Linked DNA regions of Rattus norvegicus: all the other regions are linked to region 3. The links are chromatin contacts, called in public Hi-C maps. All regions are on one chromosome and are shown on one strand. Each heading gives the region's core, a stretch centred on a gene start, on an enhancer-like site or on the middle of the called end of the contact. The rest is flanking DNA. Distances are from core to core; before and after follow the strand shown. Region 1 holds the start of Commd2 (COMM domain containing 2). Region 2 holds the start of Pfn2 (profilin 2). Region 3 overlaps Rpl12-ps2 (ribosomal protein L12, pseudogene 2).

Region 1 (3,582 bases), core at 170-2,669, 510 kb after region 3:
ACAAGCCTTCACAGGACCAAGGGCTTCTCCTCCTGTGGATGTCAGACAATGCCATCCTCTGCTACATCTGCGGCTAGATTATTTCTAAAATTATTTTTATTACATTAGGAGGAGGCAGAGAATGAGAAAGAGGGAGACAGAGTGGGAGTGTGTTTCTATGTGAACACATGTGCCACAATGTGCTTTGACAAGTCAGAGAAGAAATCACAGGAGCCAGCTTTCTCTTCTACCATACGGGTCTCAGGGGTTGAACTCAGGTCTTCAGGCTTTGCATGCAACAAGCAACTTTTACCCACTGAGCCATCTTACCCAGCCAGTCTGATATTTTTAGAATCTTCTACCGCTCTTCAGTTCCTAAGAAACTGGTTGTTTTACCATTCTTACCTCTCAGCTCGTGCAGTCACTTCTATGGCTTGATGTTCAGGATGCTCGGCTGTTGTGTCTGTTGCCACTTGGCTGCTTTTATCATTGCTGCTACAGCACTGTATCTGCTTCTAGAAGTGGGCAAGAAAAGGCCACTAGAGAGAAGCCTTTTATTGGGTCCAAAGTTGTAGCTGCAAGAGATACTGTATATAGGGTGGTGATGGGGTTTGTGTGTGTGGGTGGGTCTATCCCTACCTGTTCACCAACTGAGCAACCAGCTTCTAAATCTGAAGAAATGTTTGTACCATTCGAAGCAAACCTCACAGTAAATGAGGGTATGGTTGGTCAGCATCTTCCCATTTGTGCCAAGCATAGCAGTCCTTTGGCTGGGTAGCCTAGGAAAGCGCTTCCTTTCTTGCCTAAGTGGAAGTGTTCACAGGCTTATTTAGGGATCATGAAGGCTTGCAATAACACAAAGTCCTACACAAACTGTTCAAAGTCACCCTAGTTGGGGCTGTACCTTCAGAAACCAATGCAAACACCTGTGATCGTCGTGTAGTTTCTCTCAAGGTATTGTGGTGTGTACAAAATAGTCACTGTGTGTGTGTGTGTGTGTGTGTGTGTGTGTGTGTGTGTGTGTGATATGCACGTATATACACAACACACACACACACACACACACACGCACACACACATATACATCACATATATGTCTGGTGTCCATGGAGCTCACAAGAAGGTGTTGTGTCTCCTACAACTACAGTTTGTGATGGTTGAGAGATACCATGTAAGTCCTGGAACTGAACCTGATTCCTCTGCAAGAGCAACAAGAGCTCTTAACCACTGAGCCATCTCTGCAGCACCACATATTACACTTTTGCGGGATGATAAATGAATGGAAGACTTGTACCTTAAACTCTTCTTACCAGCGTTCACCTCTTCCCTTCACTGCTATAGAGTTAATACTGCGACATCCTGCTCATAGGACTGCCAGAAACCGGAACCCAAAGTATGGGCAGTACCGTCACGCGGGAGCCTCTTTTTGCCTGCACAGAGGTCGGAAGTGGTGAGGGCGGGGCCGGCGCCGAGTGGCGAAGTCAGAAGACTTGCTAAGATGCTGCTGGATTTGTCCGAGGAGCACAAGGAGCACCTGGCCTTCCTGCCGCAAGTGGACAGCGCGGGTAAGGGACAGCGCGGATAAGGGAGTGAGGGGTGCTTGCGGCAGGGACAGTCCGGGGGACAGCCCGTCACTCACGGCCTGCTGACTTCCGTTGCAGTGGTCGCCGAGTTTGGGAGGATCGCCGTGGAGTTCCTCAGACGGGGATCAAACCCGAAGATCTATGAAGGCGCCGCCAGTAAGAAAGGGAGAGGACAGGCTCTGTCTGTTGAGCTGGAAAGTGCTATCTATTCTCTTTCTCCGCAGGAGCCTTTGCAAGTCCTAGGCTCTTACTCCTCTTGCAGTCTTTTAAAAGCACGCAGAGCAGTCAGTCATGGCGCAAACTTTGCAAGTAGCTGCGTGATTTTAAAGCTAGTATGAAACAAATATCTTAATATTTAAAATAGATACAATGCCATCTGCCTTTCAGAAATACCATGGTGCTTAATAAAATACTGCATACTGAAGAAGTGGAAGTGTCATTCAAGCGTTTAGTTAACATTTGCTGCCCAGAAACTGCCTTTGCTAAAGCTGGGGGCGAGATTAAGAACATCCCTGTTGAATTCTTCTGCCCGGCTTGAGGGAGCTTTGTGTGTCTGTTCACAGGTTTGTGTTTTGTTATGATTGCTAGGAAGGAAATATTAAAGGCCTCTGTTAGTGGAGTGGGTTGAAAAGGAACAGTAGTCTCCACTTAACTCATTTTCATTGTACTGTTTGAAAAGAGGGTAATTGAACATGTTTATTTGTAAACAGATGGATGATCTGTTCATTTCTTCCCTCTTCCCCTCCTTAGGAAAACTCAATGTGAGTAGCGACACTATCCAGCATGGTGTGGAAGGATTAACATATCTCCTCACGGAGAGCTCAAAGCTCATGGTAAGGTTTCTGAGAACTGTATTGTATTACCCAGATCCTTTCAAACAGGCACCTATTACAATATCACTAACTCAATCAAATTTGTGCGGTATACCAAAACAGTGTTCCTGGCATTATCTAAGATTAATATCTCTTTGCTAGTTTAAATTATAATTGTCAATATTGCTGTATCATATGCCATCACCCATAAATCTCAAGAGAGGGGAGGATGAAATATTGCAGTTTTTAAAATGTATCAGCAGTCAGTATCTGGCTTAATGGGAAAAAAGTAAATAAAATTAAACATTTTACTTTCTTTCGCATTTTAATAAGGTTATTTTGTATATTAGTAACTTGGATTTTGAAATGGTGGGCAATGATTTTCTTTAAGTAGAAGGAATGTTCTAGACAGAATTAGAGGATATAATGTACTGTTGTGTGTAGAAATGGTTTAGCCTTTACTAAACAAAGATACACTCCAGTGTTCTGTTGAACCCCGTTTATCTTTAGATTTCTGAACTGGATTTCCAAGACTCTGTTTTTGTTCTGGGATTCTCTGAAGAACTGAACAAACTATTGCTTCAGCTCTACCTGGACAATAGAAAGGAGATCAGAACTATTCTGAACGAGTTAGCACCGCGCCTTCCCAGCTACCACAGCCTTGAGTGGCGGCTAGATGTACAGGTACGGCTTTTTCTGTTTTTAATCTGATGTAAACTATAAGAATTATTTATATGCTCTGCTGTTTACCAACTTAACCAAGCTCTGGTGTGAAAACAAAACTGTCTAGAAATCTAGGAATTGTTTTCACACCAGACAAAATCTAGGAATTTTAATGCTCATTTCTGGGTCATTACGTGTATTTACGTAATGTATGTGCGTGAGTGGCACTTGCGTAGAAGTCAGAGGACAACTTTCAGGAGCTTGCCCTAAGGGATTGAACTCAGGTAGTCAAGCATACCAGCAAGCGCTTTAACCCATTGAACCATCCCAAAGACCCTAATTTGCAAAATTTTTAAGAAATCATTTTAGAAAAGAGGATGGTTTAAAAAACAGACTTGTTTGTTTTTGCTTTGTTTTTTGGCAGTGCTTAGTTTAAAAGAAAATTCTCTTTAGACACAAAGAAAAGCGTGCAGGTCAGTGTACTCAGTAAGTTTCACACAGTCACTTATGCAACATACATGCAACCGTGACCGTGACCAAGAGGT
Region 2 (4,078 bases), core at 990-3,489, 290 kb after region 3:
CAAATTTAAGAGTTCCTCCTGATCCTGCCTTTCTAGAGCTGGGATTAAAGATATGTGACACCACACCCTGCCCCATCTTTAATTGCTTAAAAAAGATTTATTTTGTGTATCTTGGTATCTTACTTGCATGCATATATATGTATACTACCTGCATGCTTGGTGCCACAGATCCCCTGGAACTGGAGTTACAGTTGTGAGCTGCCACGTGGGTGCTGATAATTGAACCTGGTACCTGTAGAGGAGTATCCAGTCCTAACCTCTGAACCATTTCTCCCCCCATCTTTAGTTTTTAAGGTGATAATAAAAGTTAAGAAGTAAGAATTAAAATGGTTGTGGCAAAAAAGGCAGAATAAGAAATAGGAAAGAGTGAGGGAGATTAAATCAGGTGAGGACACAATGGCAGAAGTGGATGGATTCCTTTATAAGGAGAATTCTCTATCTTCCAAACATGAGGACAAATAATCTCTACTTGACAGTTGACTACTCTGTTGTTGGTCCTACTCGAGGTGGCTTGAATGAGAATGGCCCCCAAAGGCTCATATATTTGAATGGATAGTCATCAGGGAGTGACACTACTTGGGAAGGATTAGTAGGTGTGGCCTTGTTGGAGGAAGTGTGGTACTGTGGGTGGGCTTTGAGGTTTCCAAAGTCCAATTCAAAACCAGTGATGCTCTCTTCCTGCTACTTTGGGATCCAGACATAGAACTCTCAGCTATTTCTCCATATCATGCCAGACTGCATACTTCCAGGCATGATGAGAATGGACTAAACCTCTGGAACTGTAAGCCAGGCCCCAATTAAATGCTTTCTTTTATAAGAGTTGCTGTGGTCACAGTGTCTCTTCATAGCGATCAGAACTCTAAGACATTATTTTTTTTAAAGCCCAATAAATAAATAATAAATAAAAGTTCAGTGATGCTATTATAAAATTGTCAGTGTGCTCCACAACTTTAAACTTGATGATAGTTTGCAATCTACTGGAGCTTTCTTTCCCTTAATAAGCAGGTCGGGTTTGTCACCTCAAACTGGTCATCGTTGGGGAACATCTGATGCTGAGTCTAGACCCAGCACATAAAGTTAATAAAGATGTAGGAGAATGTTCGGAGACTCTTAAACCATTTCCCACCCTGTCATATACAAGTCTTCCTCGGATGTAGATTCTGAATTATTTTCACCATTTAGTACAGTGGGTCTCAACCTGTGGGCCTCAAACCCTTTGGGGGCACATATCAGATATTTACATTATGATTCATAACTAGCAAATTTACAGTTATGAAATAGCAACAAAATAATTTATGGTTGGGGGGTTAGCACAACATAGGTAACTGTGTTAAGGGGTCACGCTCAGCATTAGGAAGTTTGAGAACCACTGGTCTAGTTCAATGAATCTTTTCTAGCTCGACTATTCTTTGTATTTCGTGGATGTATTTAACGCACAGTAACTTTTCCAGTTACCAAGTACGCATAGGGTCTGGTTTTTTTGTTTTGCTTTGCTTTGCTTTTTTTAGTTAGAATTTCTGGACCGTTGAGCCCCATGTGTGATTAGCAGCACTGCGTTCAGGGCAAAAGCTCCACTGAACCTGGAGTTCCTCGTACTCAAAGGAGGCAACAAAGAGCTGCGCTGCTCCGTTGCCACTGCTCTGATTTCAGGAGCGTGCGAGGCGCAGCTGGCCAAGGTCTTTCAAGAGACACCTCCCCAAGTGTGGGCAACCCGCACTGGCCGCTCCCACTACAAAGAGTAAACCCTCGTCTGCATCCCGTCACCAGGGCAACCCTGCCACCCGACACCGGTGCTGTCAATAAATACCGCGTCCAGGGCTGGCACTTGAGGAGTGAGCACCGCGGCCGCCGTGCACCCAGAGCTCTGGCACCCTACGGCGCCCACTCAAGCTGCCTCGCCTCATAGCCTGCGGTGAAGCCTCCGCCGCCGCGCCCCAGCCCTGCTCCCGCTCGCCTGCCGCACGTGTGGGCCGTGATTGTCCCCGGCGGTATCCCTCCGCGCCCCCGCCTCAGCTCTCCCGCCCTCCCCGGGACCCTCGCCGGCTGCGCTGCGGAAGGATCGCACGCACGCGCGTACACGTCCCGCTGGCCGCGGAGAGCCGAGGGAGCTGCGGTGTGAGTCGGCCGTCGCCAGCCCCGCTGCAAGCGTCGCTCAGCCGCTGGCCCCTGAGCCCCGCGGCCGCGGCCGCCCGGCGCTCCCCGCTGCGGGTCCTGTCCCCGCCCGCCGCAGTTCCCCGGAGAGGGGCGGTCGGTGCCTGCGCAGAGCCGCCTCCTCCCCGCCCCCGCCCCGCCTCCACCGCCGCCGCCGCCGCCGCTGCTGCTGCGCCTCTGCTCCTGCCGTCCCCGCTGCAGTGCGAAGGGCTCGAAGATGGCCGGTTGGCAGAGCTACGTGGATAACCTGATGTGCGATGGCTGCTGCCAGGAGGCCGCCATTGTCGGCTACTGCGACGCCAAATACGTCTGGGCAGCCACGGCCGGGGGCGTCTTCCAGAGCATCACGGTGAGGCCCGGGGGCGCCGAGCCGGCAGGTGTGCGGCGGGCCTGAGGAAGGGGACGCCCGCCCGCGAGGAAGGGGATGAGGCCGGGGCTGAAGGATAGGGTACCGCCGGCTGAGGAAGGGCATGCAGCCGGGGGGGCCCCCGTGCCAGCCGCTGAGCCTGGGGATGCTGCCCGAGGCCGCGCGGGGGCGGGGCGGCCGGACTCTTCGCCCCGGCGGCGCCCCGGCTTGCGGCTGCCAGGGTGGAGGAGGGGACGTCACCCCGGGAGGCCCCTCAGCGTTCGGGGAGCCCGGCGGGCTGCAGTGCAGGTCCCCGGGTGTGGGCGGGAGGTCCTAGGCAGCAGGCTGGCCCTGGCTCGGCAGTGTGCGCGGGATGTGGGTGGCGGCGGTGGCCGGGTCCCGGGAATTAATGGAGTGACTTTGCGTAGGCTTGCGGGTGTCCAGGCCTCCTAGGCTGGAGAGAAAGGTACGCGGACCACGTAGGTGGAATCGTGAATCTACTTCAGCTGTGGCTCTATAGTTTTTTTTTTCCTCCAAGATGGCGAACTGCCATTGATTTCTCTTCTCCACCTATAGAGATTCATCGATATACTGTTATCCCCAGTTACGCAACATAGCTCTAAAAAGGGGATGGTTTAAGGGTGATTTAAAAAAAAAATCTGGGGAGTCGCTGGGGGGGGGTGACACTTCTCAAGTCACTCCCTCTTTAGTGATGGTAGTAAAAGAACTAATACCGATATCTGCTTCACGTTGTCTCATCTTCATGTGACTTGATGGCATTTGACTCGGTTGCCACACGTTTGGAGTATATTCGTCAATCAGCCTCCAGCACTGCTTATTGTTATGCTCGTTTCTATGCAATGCTCTTCTTTAAAATTTTGGCACCAGTATCAAGTACAAGACCATTCCCTTAATTTCTTAGTTCCACACTCCCACTCCCTTCCCATCACCTAGGAAAAATCAAGTCCCATATCACAGGTGCTCAGCATTTTACTACTTAACATGGTTTAATATATCAGTGTGGATTCAGTCCATGATAGGAGTGCTTTAAGATCTCCTGTCCCCATGTGAGAGATCACAATTCCTACAGCGAATTGACATTTGGTGATTTAACTTTTTTTTTCTGCAGTCTTGCCTTTGTGTGTGAGTTCCCGCTGTCTGGCTTAAGAAGATTGCGGGAGTATGCTTGGAAATGGCTGGGGCCTGCTATGACTCTGCAGTTCTGATGGGGGCGACGCCTTCCTTCTTATTCATGGAATGTTAGAATGAACGTATTCTCTTTTCTATTCTGCCGGCTAACTCACTTTCCTTACCAATGCCCCTCCATTTTCTCTCTGATTTTACTATTGGTTACTGCAGTGCTGTAGACAGACTCCACACTGCATTTGTCCAGAAGGAAAAGCTGATTATTGAATGGAAGGGCAAGGCAAGTTGGAGAGAAAAAAGTGGCTAGAAAAATAGGAGGGAAAAACGAACTTGGAAATGCCCCACAGTGATGGAGGTGGTGTTTGAGGCTCACACTGCCAGGGATATTTCAATCTGCTCGAAACAGAGAAGTGAGCAGGTTTATCTGGGTAGACT
Region 3 (3,750 bases), core at 523-3,022:
CATCTGTAATGGGATCTGATGCCCTCTTCTGGTGTGTCTGAAGACAGCAACAGTGTACTCGTATTAAAAAAAAATTTAAAAAAAGAAAAAGAAAGAAATCTGTTTCATCTGTCAAATTTTCTCTTAACCTAAAACTAGTCTAAAATTTCTATCTTTAAAAAAGAAAACTTATAGAATCATAAAATGTCATATACTCAGAGATTCCATTAAAATTAAGAGCCCATATTCATCCAGACACACCACTGAGAGACAGAAATAGGAAGCCAGGAGAGCAGAGAGATCCCACAAAAACATATTGATAATGAACTGTTCTGTGGAACTGTGAGAAAAATAAGTCCTTTCCTCCCCATGGAATGTGTCAGAAAGCAGAACTATCATTAAGGAAAAGACAGGTATTAAATAAGAAAAACGGAGAATGTCCACATGAAACACATGGAAATATGTGACATCAGAAATGAGGAAGAGTCCCTCGAACCGCCAAGGAGTATCATTACCATAAGCAAGAGAACCCCTAAACAAAGATAACAAAGAGAAGGAGGACGGGAACTTTGATATGCATTGGTCACTCTAACACACACATGTATAACTACACCCCACACTCCCCCATGCTTATAGACCCCACATACCACACACATCAACACATATACATATTATACAAACACACCACACATATACAACATATATCACACACATAAATACAACATACACACACCACATAACACATACACACAAATATCACACATATGTACACCACATACTACACACACCACATACATATTCTACGTACCACACACACACATCACATGCTAAATACCACACTGCACACACTATATCACCACAAATACAGATACACACACCATATACACACACAAATACACCATAAATATATCATATATACACCACATACCACATACTCATACAAACCACATACCACATGCCACACATACGAGACTCATATACTATATCACCACACACATACATCCCATCTATACAAACCACAATATATACATACTACATATCACACATACAAAGACAACATATACCCACCATATACCACAGATACACACATATATACCACATATCACATACCTTACATACACTATATACCACATAAACTATATTATCATATATGTGCTCTCTCTCTGTCTCTCCCCCGCTAGAGATTGGACTTAGGCTTTGTCCATGCTGTGCCATGTGAAACACTGGTACTGCTTCATCCCTTTTTTCCCCACATTCTCACTAGGTTACCCAGACTGGTCTTGAACTTGTGTTCAACCTGGGCTCAACCTGGGGTTTTCTAACTTCAGCCTCCTTACTAGCAGAATTACACGGTGGATTACACATTTCTCTTTGGCCGTGGTTTGACATGGTATTCTAACATTCAATGTATGAACAAGCTATGTGATGATCAATTATGAAAAAAATGCTCAGAATCTGTACATGAACCGGGCTCAGTGTATGTGCCTCTCGGGGTTCCTGTCTGAGCCGACCCGTGGTGTGCTTTCCTCAGCATCATCGAACAGGCAAGTTCTTGAGATAACTTGTTCCACCTTGGTTCCTGTCCAATTAGTCGCTTTGTGCCTTTTCCCTACATGTCAGCAGCTTTGGATATTTTCCTGGATTTTTTGGAGGAAGAGAAGGGGGTAGTATTTTTTTATTGTGTGAAGGCAAAGGTGAATTTGTTACCACACTGCCCTGTCTTCTGAGGAGGGTTAATGAGTCTGGATGCCTTTGGTCGTGCTTAGAAGCGACACTAGGTGGCGCTCCTCCTTTTCAGTCCCTGCCGCCTGCTGGCAGCTGAGCAAAGGGATTTTCCTGCACCCGTGGCCAGAGCCCTTGTGTTGCCAGAAAGGACAAGGTCAGGTCGGCCAACCCCGATTGACGCAGAGAAGTCTGTCCTTAGGAGGAGGGTGAAGAACATCCTTCCTCATGACAGCTAGGGGCTTAACCGTCTTGCAGGTTCTTCCACTTCTAGACAAGCCTCAGAAACTGATCAACCAGGACTTCTGTAGGGACGCAAGAGGAGCAGAATCCAGGAACTAACCCTCTGGGCAACCTCGGCTTAATCCTCCTCAGGGGCAAGCTTTTACTGGTAACATGTAAAGGGCTCAAACAGTGTGTGTTGTCCACCAAGGGGTGGCATTATATCATCTTGGAAAAGGAGAGAGAAGGGATGGGTCTTTAAACTACATGTTCTGTGTCCTCTTCCTAGCTGCTGGGAAACCCAAGAGCAAAAGGAATCTAGGTGGAGCTTGTCTCCAATTGTCCCCCACCCAGGTGATGGTAAATTTCTAGAAAAAAAGGTCTCTACTTCCACACTTCCTCTGTCATCCACACACCCATATATTCACCCACCCAGCCACCCACAGTGGAGCCCCCAGGCACGGCCATACTGTCTGCTTTGCTTTCCCATCTACTCATTAATCCCATTTTCCCTGCTGTCTGTTACACCACGAAGTTTGTGTGCCTGTTGTGTTCAAAACACTGCCCTTAAGCACACAGATGCTTTGTAATTGGTCACGGGTGACCCAGAACTCCAGCTGGATCAATCTTTCGTAAGCTTGGTCCCACCTGTATAAACTACCCGATTCCAGTTTGTAAATTTGATTCTCTTTGTAATACAAGACTTTCCCTGAAAAAAAAAAAAAGTTCTCTTGAAAGTACTCTCTTGTCTCTGGGGCAACCAAGTCTTGAGGAACCAGTATTAACATTAGAATACAAGCAGCATCAGGCCAACCCACCACAGATTAAGCTGTGCGGCTGCCATTGAAGTCCAGTGATCTTCCTGCCTCGGCCTCCCCAGAGCTGAGATTGCAGATGCACATTGTTACAGTCAGCTTTTGATGTGTGAATCTGAACAGAGGTCCCCATTCATATGAACCTTACCCACTGAGGCACCTTCTCAGCCAGCTCTCATTTTTAAACCTGAGGCTTCAATGGTTAATCTTTTACGGACTCTTTGAACGCTTTCTCTTCTCTCAAATGTAAGAGATTTGATTTAGTCTTTCTTTTACTGACTGCTTTTAGTGACTGCTCCACTTTCTGATTTCCTTTCACAAGTATGTTGCCACATACCTGAGGATCTTAGGACCCAAAGTTTCCATTAGAGACTACATTTCCCAGCATTCCGTACTCATACACTACTCACGTCTAGCTGGGCCCAGTGACTAATTTTCAACAATTGAATTTGAGCAGAATAATTTTGTAAAGATATGGGGATGCAATTGTCAATGGCAGCACATGTACTGTTTCTATAGTCTCTTTCCTCATATGCAGATGCTAAGACGAAGAAAAAATTGCTGAATGGAGAAGACCTGGGCTCTGAAAGGCCACAGGGACCATAACCTCACCTTGAGATAGCCATAGCTTTTCCAGGAAGACAACTTCACAGGGATTGCTATAGAAACATGGAAGCCTGTGATACGGCCTCATCTCTTTTCTGACTTGCCTTTCCTCTGGCAACCATCGCACTGCCCATCCCCCTATTTTTTCATACATAAACTATTGAAGGTTTAATGTCTTTCAAAACTGTTTTTTAAATAAAAGTCTTGAAATTAGAAAATACTTTAAATTTCCATGAAAAATAATTGGAATTGTAGAACACACGAGAAATAGAAAGAGAGAGGGAAGGAGGGAGGAAGGGAGGGAGGGAGAAAAGGAGGGAGGGAGAGATAAAATGTTACTTTGCCATAGTTTTTAATCTCTATAATTAATACTTAATCACTTACTGACATTTACATACATTGTGCT

The links. A called contact is a pair of places that touch in the nucleus more often than the background predicts.
Region 1: a Hi-C map of hepatocytes shows a contact between it and region 3, with 2.1 times the contacts expected there. The contact joins the promoter of Commd2 here to the enhancer-like site in region 3. A contact is called at or near these places in 6 of 12 Hi-C or Micro-C datasets (Schwann cells, frontal cortex, hepatocytes and 3 more).
Region 2: a Hi-C map of kidney shows a contact between it and region 3, with 9 times the contacts expected there. The contact joins the promoter of Pfn2 here to the enhancer-like site in region 3. A contact is called at or near these places in 11 of 12 Hi-C or Micro-C datasets (the A7r5 cell line, Schwann cells, frontal cortex and 6 more) and 1 of 1 datasets of contacts at active chromatin or transcription factors (oligodendrocytes).

Annotation. Positions count from the first base shown.
Region 1 is chr2:144,000,755-144,004,336 of GRCr8, reverse strand. Commd2 (COMM domain containing 2) reads left to right here and starts at 1,419. Exons shown (of 5, transcript NM_001109503.1): 1 at 1,419-1,544; 2 at 1,641-1,718; 3 at 2,313-2,395; 4 at 2,885-3,058. The coding sequence starts at 1,478. All of the region lies in intron 1 of Rpl12-ps2 (ribosomal protein L12, pseudogene 2), which reads left to right. It overlaps LOC108350015 (a long non-coding RNA gene), which reads right to left and starts at 1,395. Exons shown (of 4, transcript XR_005500971.2): 1 at 1,290-1,395; 2 at 385-494.
Region 2 is chr2:144,221,097-144,225,174 of GRCr8, reverse strand. Pfn2 (profilin 2) reads left to right here and starts at 2,239. Exons shown (of 3, transcript NM_030873.2): 1 at 2,239-2,500. The coding sequence starts at 2,369. The region is part of intron 1 of Rpl12-ps2 (ribosomal protein L12, pseudogene 2); the gene reads left to right.
Region 3 is chr2:144,507,398-144,511,147 of GRCr8, reverse strand. All of the region lies in intron 1 of Rpl12-ps2 (ribosomal protein L12, pseudogene 2), which reads left to right. The region is part of intron 1 of LOC120100827 (a long non-coding RNA gene); the gene reads right to left. Among named protein-coding and RNA genes, the nearest start is that of Kmt5al1, 70 kb to the right of the region's middle. Within about 2 kb of position 1,772, at least 14 of the 93 cell types and tissues checked have an H3K27ac peak or open chromatin away from gene starts, as enhancers often do. A contact at or near this core is called in hepatocytes, where this site is marked.